Regions from separate parts of the Mus musculus genome. Here region 1 is linked to region 2. The links are chromatin contacts, called in public ChIA-PET maps. All regions are on one chromosome and are shown on one strand. Each heading gives the region's core, a stretch centred on a gene start, on an enhancer-like site or on the middle of the called end of the contact. The rest is flanking DNA. Distances are from core to core; before and after follow the strand shown. Region 1 overlaps Skap1 (src family associated phosphoprotein 1). Region 2 holds the start of Skap1 (src family associated phosphoprotein 1).

Region 1 (5,899 bases), core at 3,070-5,569, 40 kb after region 2:
GAGGACAGGGGATGGAGTCTGCACTGAAAACCCATAATGTCTCCATTCGAGAGAAGCAAAATGCAGCAAACGGGTGTCTCTGCAGCAGTGAGTGTTTCTGCAGGGAGGTCTCAGGGATGCGGGCTCCTGAGCCAGACCTAAGGCTGTGGGGTCCAGAGCCAGAGAATATTGTACTCACCGTATTCTGAGATGCTCATGCAAGTGGGGGTGGGGGGAATGGAAGTGATGCTATTTGTTGAAAGAACTTTCAGGGGAGCTGGAGAGACAGCTCAGTGGCTAAGAGCACTGGCTGCTCTTGCAGAGGTCCTGGGTTCAATTCCCAGTACCACACAGCCCCCAACTGGCTGTCACTCCAGTTCCAGAAGATCTGATGCCCTCTTCTGACATAGATGGACCTGTAAGCAAAATACCCACACACATAAAATAAAATAAAAATATTTAAAAAACCGCCAGAAGATTCTATGTAACAAGGGGATTAAACCGGAGCTGCCAGCAGTTATTTTGTCCTGAGAACCTGGTAGGAGTGAGATCTGAGAAGCCCATCTGGGAGAAACCAATCATTTTGGAGTGTGCGGTGTGATCATGCTTCGGAATTTTGTGTAAATGAAGCAGGTTGGCAGGCATATGTTTGCTGATCCAGAAAATGATTAAAATTCAGAATAAGTGTGACTCTTGTGAAATTAAGTTTTCAGGTTCCAGCCAGTGTTCTGTTCGGCCATATGGTCTAACCAGAATTAATTACTGTTCCCAGCCTCTTGTTCTCTTACTGAATACTTAGGTGCCCCGTTTGAAGCACTAGAGAGCCCACAGACGCACTTAATCACACGAGATAGCTGTCTGACAAGTTTGGGAAGTGTGTGTAGCTAACAGTTGCTTAGAAGAAACTTCTACTGCATTCTTGCTTCCCTACCACACTTCGAACTCTCACTCTGTGCTCTTACACACACACACACACACACACACACACACACACACACACACACACACAAAGTTAGGAAACAGATCGGTGGATAGAAATGGATGAAAGAGCATCAGAACAGTGTAAATCGAAGAGACAAAGCATGGAACAGCCTTTGCTCTTTGTCCATGTTTAGCTCTTTGCTTCTCCTGGAACCCTGACAGCACAGTCTCAGGTTCCGGGCCAGCAGAGCCACTGAGGCGGAATCTGCATTTAATGACTTTTATCTAACATTTGAATTAAATCTATGACGAAAAGCTGCAGGATTCTCATCTGCATCTTCGAGTACTGTGGGAACATACACACCGGCCACTCCCTTCTTCTTCGTGACCGTCACCAGCTCTCTGCCTCTGGTTGCCTCCCCTGTTCAGCTTCATACCACCTTGTCTCTGCCTCCTCTTCTGTTTCCTTGGTGACCTCTTTTCTCCATCGGTGTCTGGGTAATACAGGGCTCTCCTGCATGACAGGGTTTTGCTTGCAATCCTCTTAAACAGAGCATGTCCTTCTTCCAGAAGTGCTTCTGGTGTTCTCCAAGCTCTGCTGCCGCTCCTAGACCCTCAATATTCAGTCTTTGTTCTTTGGAGCTCTGTTCTGGAGGCTTTGTATACTTTGCTCCTCTGCCACGTTTGGCATCCAGAGTCCTTCCTCATACCATTTGAGAACTTAAGTGGTTTTTGTTTGTTTTCTTGGTTTTCTTTCTTTCTCTTTCTCTTTCTCTTTCTCTCTCTCTCTCTCTCTCTCTCTCTCTCTCTCTCTCTCTCTTTCTTTCTTTCTTTGTATTTTCTAGACAGGGTTTCTCTGTGTAGCCTTGGCTATCTTGGAACTCATTCTGTTGACCAGGCTGGCCTTGAGATATCTGCCTGCTTCTACCTCCCAAGTATTGGGGATTAAAACTGTATACAGCTGCCTATGTCGCCATCCCCGCTTTTTGTTTTGTTTGTTTTGTTTTTAAAAGATTTTGTTTATGTTATGTATATGGTACACTGTTGCTGTCTTCAGACACACCAGAAGGGGGCATCTGATCCCATTACAGATGGTTGTGAGCCACCATGTGATTGCTGGGAATTGAACTCAGGACCTCAGGAAGAAGAGTCAGTGCTCCTAATCTCTGAGCCATTTCTCCAGCCCTTCTTTGGTTCTTTTAAGACAGGGTCTTACTGCCTAGCTCTTGGCTGACTTGGAACTCGATGTGTAGACCAGGCTGGCCTTTAACCAACAGAGACAACTGCTTCTGCTCCTCAAGTACTGAGATCAAAGGAATGCACCACCATGCCCTGCCTCGGACTGAAGTATTGGTCCACCAAGTCATGGTTACCCTGCTCCTGCCACTGTCCACCCCCTTTTTTTGCTTAAAGTTGATGCTCCCTCTTCATATCTCTTTGAACCTCATGCAAATGTGCTCAACTCCACCCTCAGGTTAAAAACCCGTTATGCCTTAAACAACCACCCTCTCCTTAGCTACTGTCTTAGCTCTTTTCCTGAATAGGTAGACATCTTGAACTGAAGACCCTTCCCTTCTGGTTCCTCTTCTCTGGTCCATCCTCAGTTAGTTATCATCCTTACACTGCATCTTCTGCTCCAATGAAGTCACTTTCCCCATGGTCCAGTCACTCCAGTTGCCACATCCGGATGATACTGCCAATGTTTATCTTCTTTGGCCTTTCAAGTTTCTCACAGCTTGGATTATTTCCCCTTCCTCAGAAGTTTAAGAACGTCTTCCCTCTGTGGAGCCTCCCTTTCCCTCACGGTATCCATGCTCTTCCCTGAGGCTCTTGCTTCAGCCCTTTCTTCCACTCTGCCCTCCTCAGACTCTTCCTCCCCCCTTCCAGAGTTGTTTCTCTCCTGGGTGCCCAGTTGTAGAGCAGCTCATCTGCAGGCAGCATATTGGGTGTTTCATGAGACCTCAGGCTCCACAATGCTGGGAGAGAACCAGCCAGTTCCCCCTCAGCAGCCACCCTCCGCTCTTCCAGCCTTGGGATGAGTCATGACGTCAGCCACTTTGCTTTGGTTATCCTAGGGTTTCTAGGGAACGTAGTTTGAGTGGCAGAATGTAAGGCAGAGACTCCTGCTAGTCTCTCTCAAGAAAGTTCTACACCTGAGAGTTACGGTACATTGACATGTGACATGTAGCATCGATCTGCGGATACTGGGCAGGTGGGAAGATCTAGTTCAGCACTAGCTCTAGAATCAGCCTCCAGATATTCTGTATGATGGCAAACAGACCTCTATCACATGTCTAAACCTCTGTCACCTGGGGTTTCTGTTCCTGTTGCTGGAGGATTCCTAATTGTGGAGCGTCCAAGAAGACCTGGTTTAACTCCACTCACCCATGAGTTTTCCTGGGTTAGACTTTCAGAGCCCTGGGAATCACTCCTTAACCCTAATATCTCTCTCTTCCTCCTCTTCCCCCTTCCTCCTCCTCTTCCTCCTCCTCCCCCTCCTCCTCCCCCTCCTCCTCTTATCAACAAGGCCTACTGACTTTCTCCTTCAATGTATGTTTCTATTTGTATACCTTCACTTCCTGGCAAACTACTAGCCTTCACAAGACGGTTCCTTCCTTGCTCTCTTTCTGAGACAGGATCTCACTATGTAGATGAGGCTGGTCTTCACCTTCTTCTGTCTCTGGGATATTGGGACTAAAACATGGACCACTGTGAGGTCACCGTAAACCTCGGTTGCTCTCTGCCTCCGTTCAGTACAGCCTTAGTTTAGTCCCATTTGTTTTGTTCCTCCGTTTTAACAAAACGGAGAGCCGACGTTTCCACAATGGTGACGTAATCATTGATACCATAATCGAGTCACTGATACTGACCAAAGGTATGTAAGTGAGAAAGCAGGTAGACAAATACGTTCAATCTCACCATGAAAAAATCTCGGAAAACAAACAAACAAAGCAGACAAACAATCCAAAAGACCAAAATGTCCATGATAGTAATTTCTGGCAAGTGGAATTTAATGCTTTTTTGTTTGTTTATTTGTATTCTCTAACTCACTACTGTGAATATTTATTTAATAATAAGTTAGTGATATTAAAGTCCTTCACAGTTTTAGAAAGGGCAGAGAGGGAAGCCCTGGGAGAGGTTTGATTCCCAGGTGGGATGAGAATTAGTACTTACTGAAGCGGAAGGGGCTGGATAAAATGGACACAGGGCTTTAGCTATGCAGCTTGGCCCGGGTCACTCTCTGTAAACAAGCAGGCTGTCTCTGGAGGTGTTTTATGCTATGCTTCAAAACACACCCACAGAAGGGAAATTAATTTTGAGTCATGTGAAATGCCGTCCTTTGAATATTCTGTGATGATTGCTCTAAAATGTGTTGGGGATCTTTTTTTTTTTTTAAGTAAAGGAAGTTCACTGTCAAGGGCCCCTCATGAAATGAGGTATCGCTGACAGAGCAACTTCCGCTTCGAAGCTGTTACCCCCTTTGAGCTAACACAGGATGAATTCTTCATTAGAAGGGGATTAGCAGCACTCTGAGCCGATTTAGCAGAGCATTTGTATTTGTCCGACCACTTTTCCGAACGCTGGTGTTTGAGTCGGCCATTCACTTCCTCCTTCTCAAAACATCAGTCACCGGGATTGATTTTTATGTTGGCCATAAAGAGAAATGGAATCAACTAAAAGCAGGCTGAAGATTACAGGGTGGAAGTGGTTAATTTACTTAACAATATGTATTGGTTATTTGTTTACATTGGGCTTAATGCCTGGTGATCAAGACAGCATCACATGAGACATCTTTGCTTGCTCTCCAAGCAGCTCTTGGACCAGTGAGTGGCCAGAGTCATCGTGGATGCTCCTGTTCTCAGATGTCTCTCTTAGAAGGTCTCTTACGTTTGGTTTTAGTTGATTTTGTGTGGGGGGGGGGGAAGGGGGAGGGGGGAGGGGAGGGGGGAGGGGAGGGGGGAGGGGGGAGGGGGGAGGGGGGGGAGGGGGGTTGTTACCTAGAGAGTCATTGATGTTTTACATCCTCTTTAAAAATATAAATTCATTTAGAGGCTTAAGAAATTTTGTGTTGTTCAGTTTTCCAGCCCTGTCCAGCGATTTTCTCCTAACTTTATTATTTTTAATTTTTCACCAAAATGAGCAAGCCCTGTGTCCATCAAGGTTCTGAGAAAAAGTAATCGGTGGCTGCCTACACTAGCATGGGACAGCCAAACCGCCACTTTCAAGACTTGGGGAACACTAAAGAAGAGAGGGAGGAATGGGAAGAATGTGAGAACTGGAAGGTGGGCGTGGACATTGTCTTGGTCGGTGTCCTCCAAGCAACCCTTATCAAGGAAAGCATCAGTTTGCTTACAGTTTAAAGGTTTAGCCCATTGTCATCATGGCGGGGAGCATGGCCGTATGCAGGAAGACATAGTACTGGAGAAGTAGCTGAGAGTTCTACATCTGGATTCACAGGAAGCAGGAAGAGAAAGTTACTGAGGCCTGGCTGGAACGTATGAAATCCCAAAGCCCACCCCCGAGGGACATACCTCCTCCAACAAGGCCATACTGCCTCTAGTGAAGCCACACCCACTCTGGCGAGGTCACACCTCCTCCAACAAGGTCACACCTCCTCCACAAGGCCACACCTACTTCAGTAAGGCCACACCTACCCCAGCAAGGCCACACCTAATCCCTCTCAAATAGTACTGTTCCCTAATAACAAAGCATTTAAATATATGAGCAAGCCTATAGGAGCTATTCTTATTCAAACCACCACAGGCATGGCATGACCATTATATACGTGGACTCACAGTAACCGTGGTTGCCTGCACGGGTCCTGTATGAGTCTGGGCTCATCGTCAGTCATCATTCAGCCATGGACGGGGGAGGCACTTGTGGGGGACTATGGGCAGTGGACAGCTGCTGTGTGAGGGAGTCAGTGTCTTTGGTGATGTAGTCATTAGTGAGTTGTTCATGCTTCCTGCTGCAATGGCTGTCTCCTTATGCATCCCTT
Region 2 (6,331 bases), core at 2,567-5,066:
GATATCCATCATGTCTTAGGATTTGCTTGCTCCACCTCCCTAGCTATGGAATTACAAGTACCTGCCACTCTGCCTGCCCAGCTTCTTGGGTGGGTGCTGGGAATCTAACTCATCAAGTCCCCCGCTTGTGCTAGAAGCACTTGATTGACTAAGCGATTTCCCAATCACTTCTTTCTTCCTTTATTTCTTCTGAGGTCGTATCTCACGACCCTGTCCCAGCTGTGCAGCCTCTGCTGTCCTTGAGCTTTTGACAAGCGTTGGGAGTACAGTGTGTACCACCGTGTTCAGGTATCTTGAATTTTAAATGACCCTCCTATACTCTCTGCTTGGACCTCAGTGATAACCTGATGTGGGAATATTTTCTAATATGTGTGTTACCTACCTGCCCGCCTTGCTGTTTCAAACAGCAGAGAATTTACTTACGGGTGTGAGCTGGAAAGCGTGATTATTGAAGGTGCTCGTTTGTGGGGGTGTGTATAATAATAACCCCCTAAATTGAAGGGTTCGCTAATTCGATTTAACAAAACTCCTGGTAGGTGTTGGCAGCTCTGTGCTCTAAGACCACAGATGAGACGGATGTGATGTGCCATATTGGCATCTTTGCCTTTCCTCTGCCTTCAAGGTGGCACGATTGGTGTTGGTTTCTGGGGCCTTGAAAAGTGTATAGTGAGGCCGGGTTTTGGCACCGACTTTGCGTATCATCTCTCCTTCCATATCCCTTAATGAAGTGTGCAACTCTTGTCCTCATTAAGACCCAGCATTGTCAATAAAAGAGTCAATAAACCTGGTTGATGGGGCTGGGATGGAAAGGCTGAGATGCGGCTGCAGCACATCCACGGGGCAGACGTCAGCTCTGCCATGTGTCGTGACCCAGTGTTCGGGGATCAATAACAGGCTGAGGATAAAGCCTCAGGACCTGCCCCCTGCAGTCTCCTCCCCAGACCCACCAGGCCCAGTGTGGGGCAGTGCCAGCCAGCTCCGGCTTTGCTTGCAGTTGTTCCCGACCCCTTGATGTCTAGATGCCAGATGTTCTTGTTTCTTCCTGATTGAGCCCTTTGGACACCCTCTGGATGCATACTTAGCGCCCACCTGGCAAGAGAACATGCAGACAGCATCTCCAAGTAGCCCAGAGGCCAACATGGGTTCCATTCTCTGCATCCTATGTCTGCTGACAGTATGTGATGAGTCCCAGAGGACAGGGCATGCGTATTCTGCATGCTGTGTGGCTGGACTCCATTTCTGGCTGTCCTGCCTCTCTCTAGATACCCTTATCTTATCTAATTATACAAGGAATTTTAGATTAATTTCGTGGCCTCTGCTCCCTAGGACCCCTTATCTGTGGGGGCCTTGTATTTTCACCTTGTCATTCTTTTGTTGTTTGCCTTTAAGGGGTGATGGCCAGAAGGGGATGGCATTGGAATTGGGGTGGGGGAGGGGAGAAGGGGGAAGGCAGACAGATCTGGACCGCTGCCTGTGTGTGGAGACAGCTGGCTGCTTTCTTCCATGTCAGCCACATGGTACCTAGCCACACAGAACAGGACCTGGGCAGGGACTCGCCTGCTGCCAACCTCTCCAGATCTCTTTGATATTTCCGACAGAGCAGTAAAGGACTCTTGACTATCTCGGGTGTTTTTTTTTCTTTGCCTCTCTCCACCTCCTGCAAGACTCCTTCATGTCGTTTCCATGGCTACCCCCAATCAGATTTGGCTTCCTGCGAAATTGGATTTCAAAGGAGGACAGGGCTTCAAAGGAATTTGTCCATTTAACAGAATGTCATTAGGAGTGAGGCTGCCTGCTGAACCAGGGCCCTCAGATGATTAAGGAGGGGCAGCGCTCATGTGTGGAGGCAGGCTTCTGTCTGCAATGAGGAGCCTTGATGCAACATGACAATAGCGTATTGGAAACTGCCAGTCACCAGCACACACCACCTGACTTACACCTCCCTCTACCTCCATCGCTCCCAAACCCAGTCATCCACAGGGGAAGAGATGCAAGGAGAATATCTACCTTGTGCGGTTTTGCTTCTCCCTAGGTGGCAGGAAGCCTGGGGTTCTGTCCTTTGTCAGACAACTCCTGAGCACCTACCCTATGTGACCATGCTGACCAATGTCCTTAAATAAGGGGACGGGGCACTCTGGGTTCTCTTCAGATCCTAGAAACCTGCCTTTTACTAAAGAAAGAGGGAAGGGCTGTCCTTCTTTTCCCATTGCTGGAAGAAAAATGGAGGAAGTTTGTGCACTAGAGAGGGAAGCCTACCGCCCCCCTTTTGAAGAACAGTTTTATGTTTACAAAAAGAAGCATGTGTGTGAGCCACATAGCCTCCATGTTTAAACATGCACGCACCCCAAGTGATTTTAGAGCAACTTCAGTTTTATCTGGGAGACAGCAAGGTAGGAGGCAGCCTACACCCCCTCTGGAGCCTGGAAGAGGCAGCCCAAGCCTGTCACTATAGCTTCACCCAGTAAGAAGCAACACCATGGATTTGGGTTCTCTGGTGACCCCGACCGGGTTCTATCCCTTCAGTTCAATTTATTGCAACTTATAGGTGGGTTGTGAGGCCCTGAAACCAAGACCACTCCTTCTCAGGCGTCAGGACATGCTAAAGGCCACCAAAGTCCTTAAAAGTGAGGGTTCCTAAACTTGAGACTGCATCTTCCTGGGGTGTGTGCACACACTTATTCCAGGAGACATATACACCTGCCCTGTGCCCTTCTGAACGGTTTCTTGTCTTTGCTCTGCCTTCTACATTGAGATCAATATTATCTCCACCCCCAGGCAGATTAACAAATCGCTTACCTTCCTCCCTTCATGTGTTCCAGGACCACTCCCAATCCTTCTTACCTATTATGGGGATAGAATAGAATGAGAGAGGGAGAGAGGGAGAGAGGGAGAGAGAGAGAGAGAGAGATATGCAGGGGTCACATAATTACAGATAATTTTCTACCTGCAAAGTCTCCCCACCCTTGTAAAACCCCGGAGTCTGGTATTTAATACCAACAGGCATGCGCCAGTCCTCCTCTTGCTCTTTCGTATACCGTCCATGCTGCTCTACTTTCTTCAAGGCCTGTTGTACTATAAAATACCAATCAAATAAACAACCTTTGAGTACTTGTTCACTCACAAGCGGTCCACAAAAATAACAAAGGGTTCCACGTACCACTGCCCAAGTTCGTGCTGTAGCAACATCTTTGGTACCTACTACCACCCAAACTTGATCACTGACTGGCTGTACTTTGAGCGGGGAAGGGCACAGCCCTGTGATCTCGTTGATCACTTTCTTCCTTCCTCTGTTCCGAGAAAGAGCTGTTTCCCACCTTCTCTCAGCCTTTCACCTCCAGAGGGAAGGACATTCCCTCCGTGTCTCTCCATGGGTATTGCCTCTGATGCTGAGTCTTTCAAATGTTGGCGATCGGCATTGTCGCTGGGACTCCAGATTTTAATTTCTAACCAGCAGGGCTTTCCCCGACAGTGCGCTGGATCAGAACTGAGGCACTATATCTTTGGCAAGGACCAAGCTCTTTCTTGGATTCTGCCTCTGCACCCCAGTCCAGGAACAGCCATGGCCTTTTAAACCTACAGCCCCAAGGTCAAACTGCTCAGTGTTTAGATGTTTCCGCCAAAACCTAGCCTCCAAGGCTCTTGGGAATCTAGGCAATTTTTTGGTGAGGGGCTCAAAGGGCCACGCCATTGACTTTGCGTGCCACCTCAGTGGCACCAGTGCACCTGCGCCCGGGGTCCCGGGCTCCCGCCGCCGGCTGCGCGCGCCGCTTCCTGAGCGCGCGACCGGCGGCCCCGCCCAGCGCCTCCCCCCCCCCCCCAGGCGACAGCCGAGGTACAGGTGCCTGGGGTGCAGCTCGCTGCGCCCGCCGTCCGAGCAGGCACACGTCCCTTATCCCGCCTTCTGCTGCGGCCGCCCACTCGCTTCGCCAAATGCAGGCTGTCGCCCTCCCGGAGGAGATCTGTTGGCTCCTGGAAGGTAACTAACTCCTGGTTCAGTGCCAGACCTCTGTCCTGACCCATCCCGTCCGGGAGGGCCTCTCAGTGCTGGGCTGAAGGCAAGAAAGGAGACACTAGGGTACTAGTTCTTTAGCCTGGTCACTTACCTACTATAAGTTCCAGGCTTCCAGAGTCCTTAATCCCCCAATTGTCCCCAAAGCCCTAGCCTCTCTCTCATCCTCAAGGTCCCCACCTCTCCCTTGAGTTACATATTTTCTGTTCCTTCTAGGCATCTGTATCACTTCCAGATGCATCAACACTTCCAGGTCTCTAAGGTCTTACGGGTCAGTTCATGGCCTCCCTTGACACCTTGCTTGGTCTTGAACCTGTCACCCCGGGAAATCCCTGAGGTGTGCAGTGATTAGGTCTCATCCTTCCCAGTCCTGACTCCTCACCTTGTGGAAGACCCACACCTTTCTGGGTAGACATCTCCTAGGCACACAGTAGGGCTCTGGAGATTTATGGTCTTTGGGCCAAGCCTGGTGGTTAGGGGACGTCTTATAAGTGTGAGAGTCATTTCCTAACCTGAAGACTTCTAGGGGTGTCATAAACCTCAGAGTATGGTGTCCTTCCCTTCCCTAAGTGTCCTGTTGTGATGGTTTCACCTTTAAAACTGTCCTTTACAGTTAAGGTCACACTTTCCGACACTCAACATACACTCCGAAGAGACTTCCCTGATGGACGGTATCTTGTGCTTGGCTCCCATGGTGAAAATCAGTTTTACTCATTTTCCTATGACTGCCCTTCCCTTCCTGGGAGGACAGAAACCTGGAATCTGCAGTTGCATAAGGGTCTCAAGAGGAAACCGCTCAGAATTAAGCCTTTCGGCATCCAGGCGACACATCTGACACATCGTTAACAGATGGCCTGCTTTGGGCAGGTCATGATTTTGGCAAGCTGCATTCTTTCCAGTTTCTCTCAATTTAATTGGTTTTATATCTCCATTACCTTGTTATCTTGGGTATAAATGCCTCCTAATCAAGGATTTGGCCAGTGCTTTTGGATTCTGTCTGTAGCCCTGTTTCTATTCTGGATAGCGTCTCTGTAAGAGTTGGCGGCTATGTGTTTCTTTTGAGGCGATGTTTCAAAAATCTATTTTAGAAAAAGGTTTTTATCTATTTTTGGAGTGTATTGTGTGGGTGTGCATGTGCCACAGCCTGTTTGTGGAGTTCGGGTGGCAACTGTTGGGAGTTGGCATTCATCTTGCATCTTCTGGTGATGGGGATAGAACTCATGTCTTCAGGCTTGGTGGCAAGCACCTTTAGTCACCACCACCCTCTCTTGTACTTAGGGGATTGAATCTAGAACCTTACACAGGGTCATTAGACATTCCACTACTGAGCTATGTTCTCTAAATTATCTAAAAATCCACTTAGCTTGTAAACCAAGAAACTGTAGAAATAAAGTTATTTGGAAGATAGAAGAAATCACCAGGCATCTAACGAGATTTAGCCAGTGCTGGTTCAATATTAGGTACATAGAGGAAGTTGTACAATTGTCTTTGGTTTTTAGAGAAGGAATTGCAGCCACAAGTTGAATTCTACCCTTGTATTTAAAGACCGAGTGTCTCTTTTTATTGGTGTCAGTCATTTTATGAGAAGAAACCCACTTTACAAGCTTGCTAAATGTCACTTCAGTTTGGTGCACAGGCATCAATAGAAAAATTCCCTCTTATTTTCAGAGGCTAGCAACACAGTCCCCTCCTCCGACATTTTTGATGTGCAGTTCTTTATTGTTCAAAACTGACACTTTGGTAAACAACTCATTTTTGCACCTGCCGCCTTCCTTTAGCTCAGATCGTTTTCTTGTTAGCTGACTGTTTTTAATTGAAGTCTTCAGATCTCCTTCTAAAGCAGAACCTTTGTTTGCTGACAAGCAGAGCCGGGTATGAATGGAGATTAATTGCGTGTCACATACTTCTGTATCAAACTTGCTGTGTCTTAACAATCTCTGATAGTGCGCGGGTCTTTAGAAGATAGGGAGGAGTCTGAGGTTCCACTGTGAGGTGCTTCACTGGTTAACTGTTTCTTTAAAGCCATCCCTCCCTTTAAACGTGTAATTCTGCTCTTGATTCTGAAGTGGAGGGAAAAATATAAAGTGGGATATAACCAATGATTCTATTGAAAAGTGGTTAAAAATATGTTTTTGAAAGATTCATGTGATGATAATAACATATTGGCTATAGGTTTTTGTTTTTAATGGAATGCGGTCTCTATCGTAAAACAGTCAAATGATTCTCTGTGTTACAACTTGTGAATATTAGACATCTAAAATGGCTGTCAATTTGTTGTCTGGGTCTGGTTATACGCCTCCTCCCACCACACACTTCTTAAGG

What was found. ChIA-PET counts read pairs in DNA pulled down with a chosen protein or histone mark.
Region 1: an RNA polymerase II ChIA-PET map of memory CD8 T cells shows a contact between it and region 2, with 3,345 read pairs. The contact joins the enhancer-like site here to the promoter of Skap1 in region 2. A contact is called at or near these places in 1 of 15 datasets of contacts at CTCF or cohesin (CD8 T cells), 4 of 484 Hi-C or Micro-C datasets (CD4 T cells, CD8 T cells, Th1 cells and 1 more), 6 of 115 datasets of contacts at active chromatin or transcription factors (CD8 T cells, effector CD8 T cells, embryonic midbrain and 3 more) and 2 of 9 other capture datasets (adipose tissue and pancreatic islet).

What each region holds. Positions count from the first base shown.
Region 1 is chr11:96,500,557-96,506,455 of GRCm38.p6, forward strand. All of the region lies in intron 2 of Skap1 (src family associated phosphoprotein 1), which reads left to right. All of the region lies in intron 2 of Gm38960 (a long non-coding RNA gene), which reads right to left. Among named protein-coding and RNA genes, the nearest start is that of Gm38960, 37 kb to the right of the region's middle. Within about 2 kb of position 4,320, at least 18 of the 459 cell types and tissues checked have an H3K27ac peak or open chromatin away from gene starts, as enhancers often do. A contact at or near this core is called in CD8 T cells, Th1 cells, memory CD8 T cells and 1 more, where this site is marked.
Region 2 is chr11:96,460,775-96,467,105 of GRCm38.p6, forward strand. It overlaps Skap1 (src family associated phosphoprotein 1), which reads left to right and starts at 3,817. Exons shown (of 12, transcript NM_001177899.1): 1 at 3,817-3,976. The coding sequence starts at 3,931. Gm11529 (predicted gene 11529) reads right to left here and starts at 3,773. Exons shown (of 3, transcript NR_033524.1): 1 at 3,315-3,773; 2 at 2,797-2,841.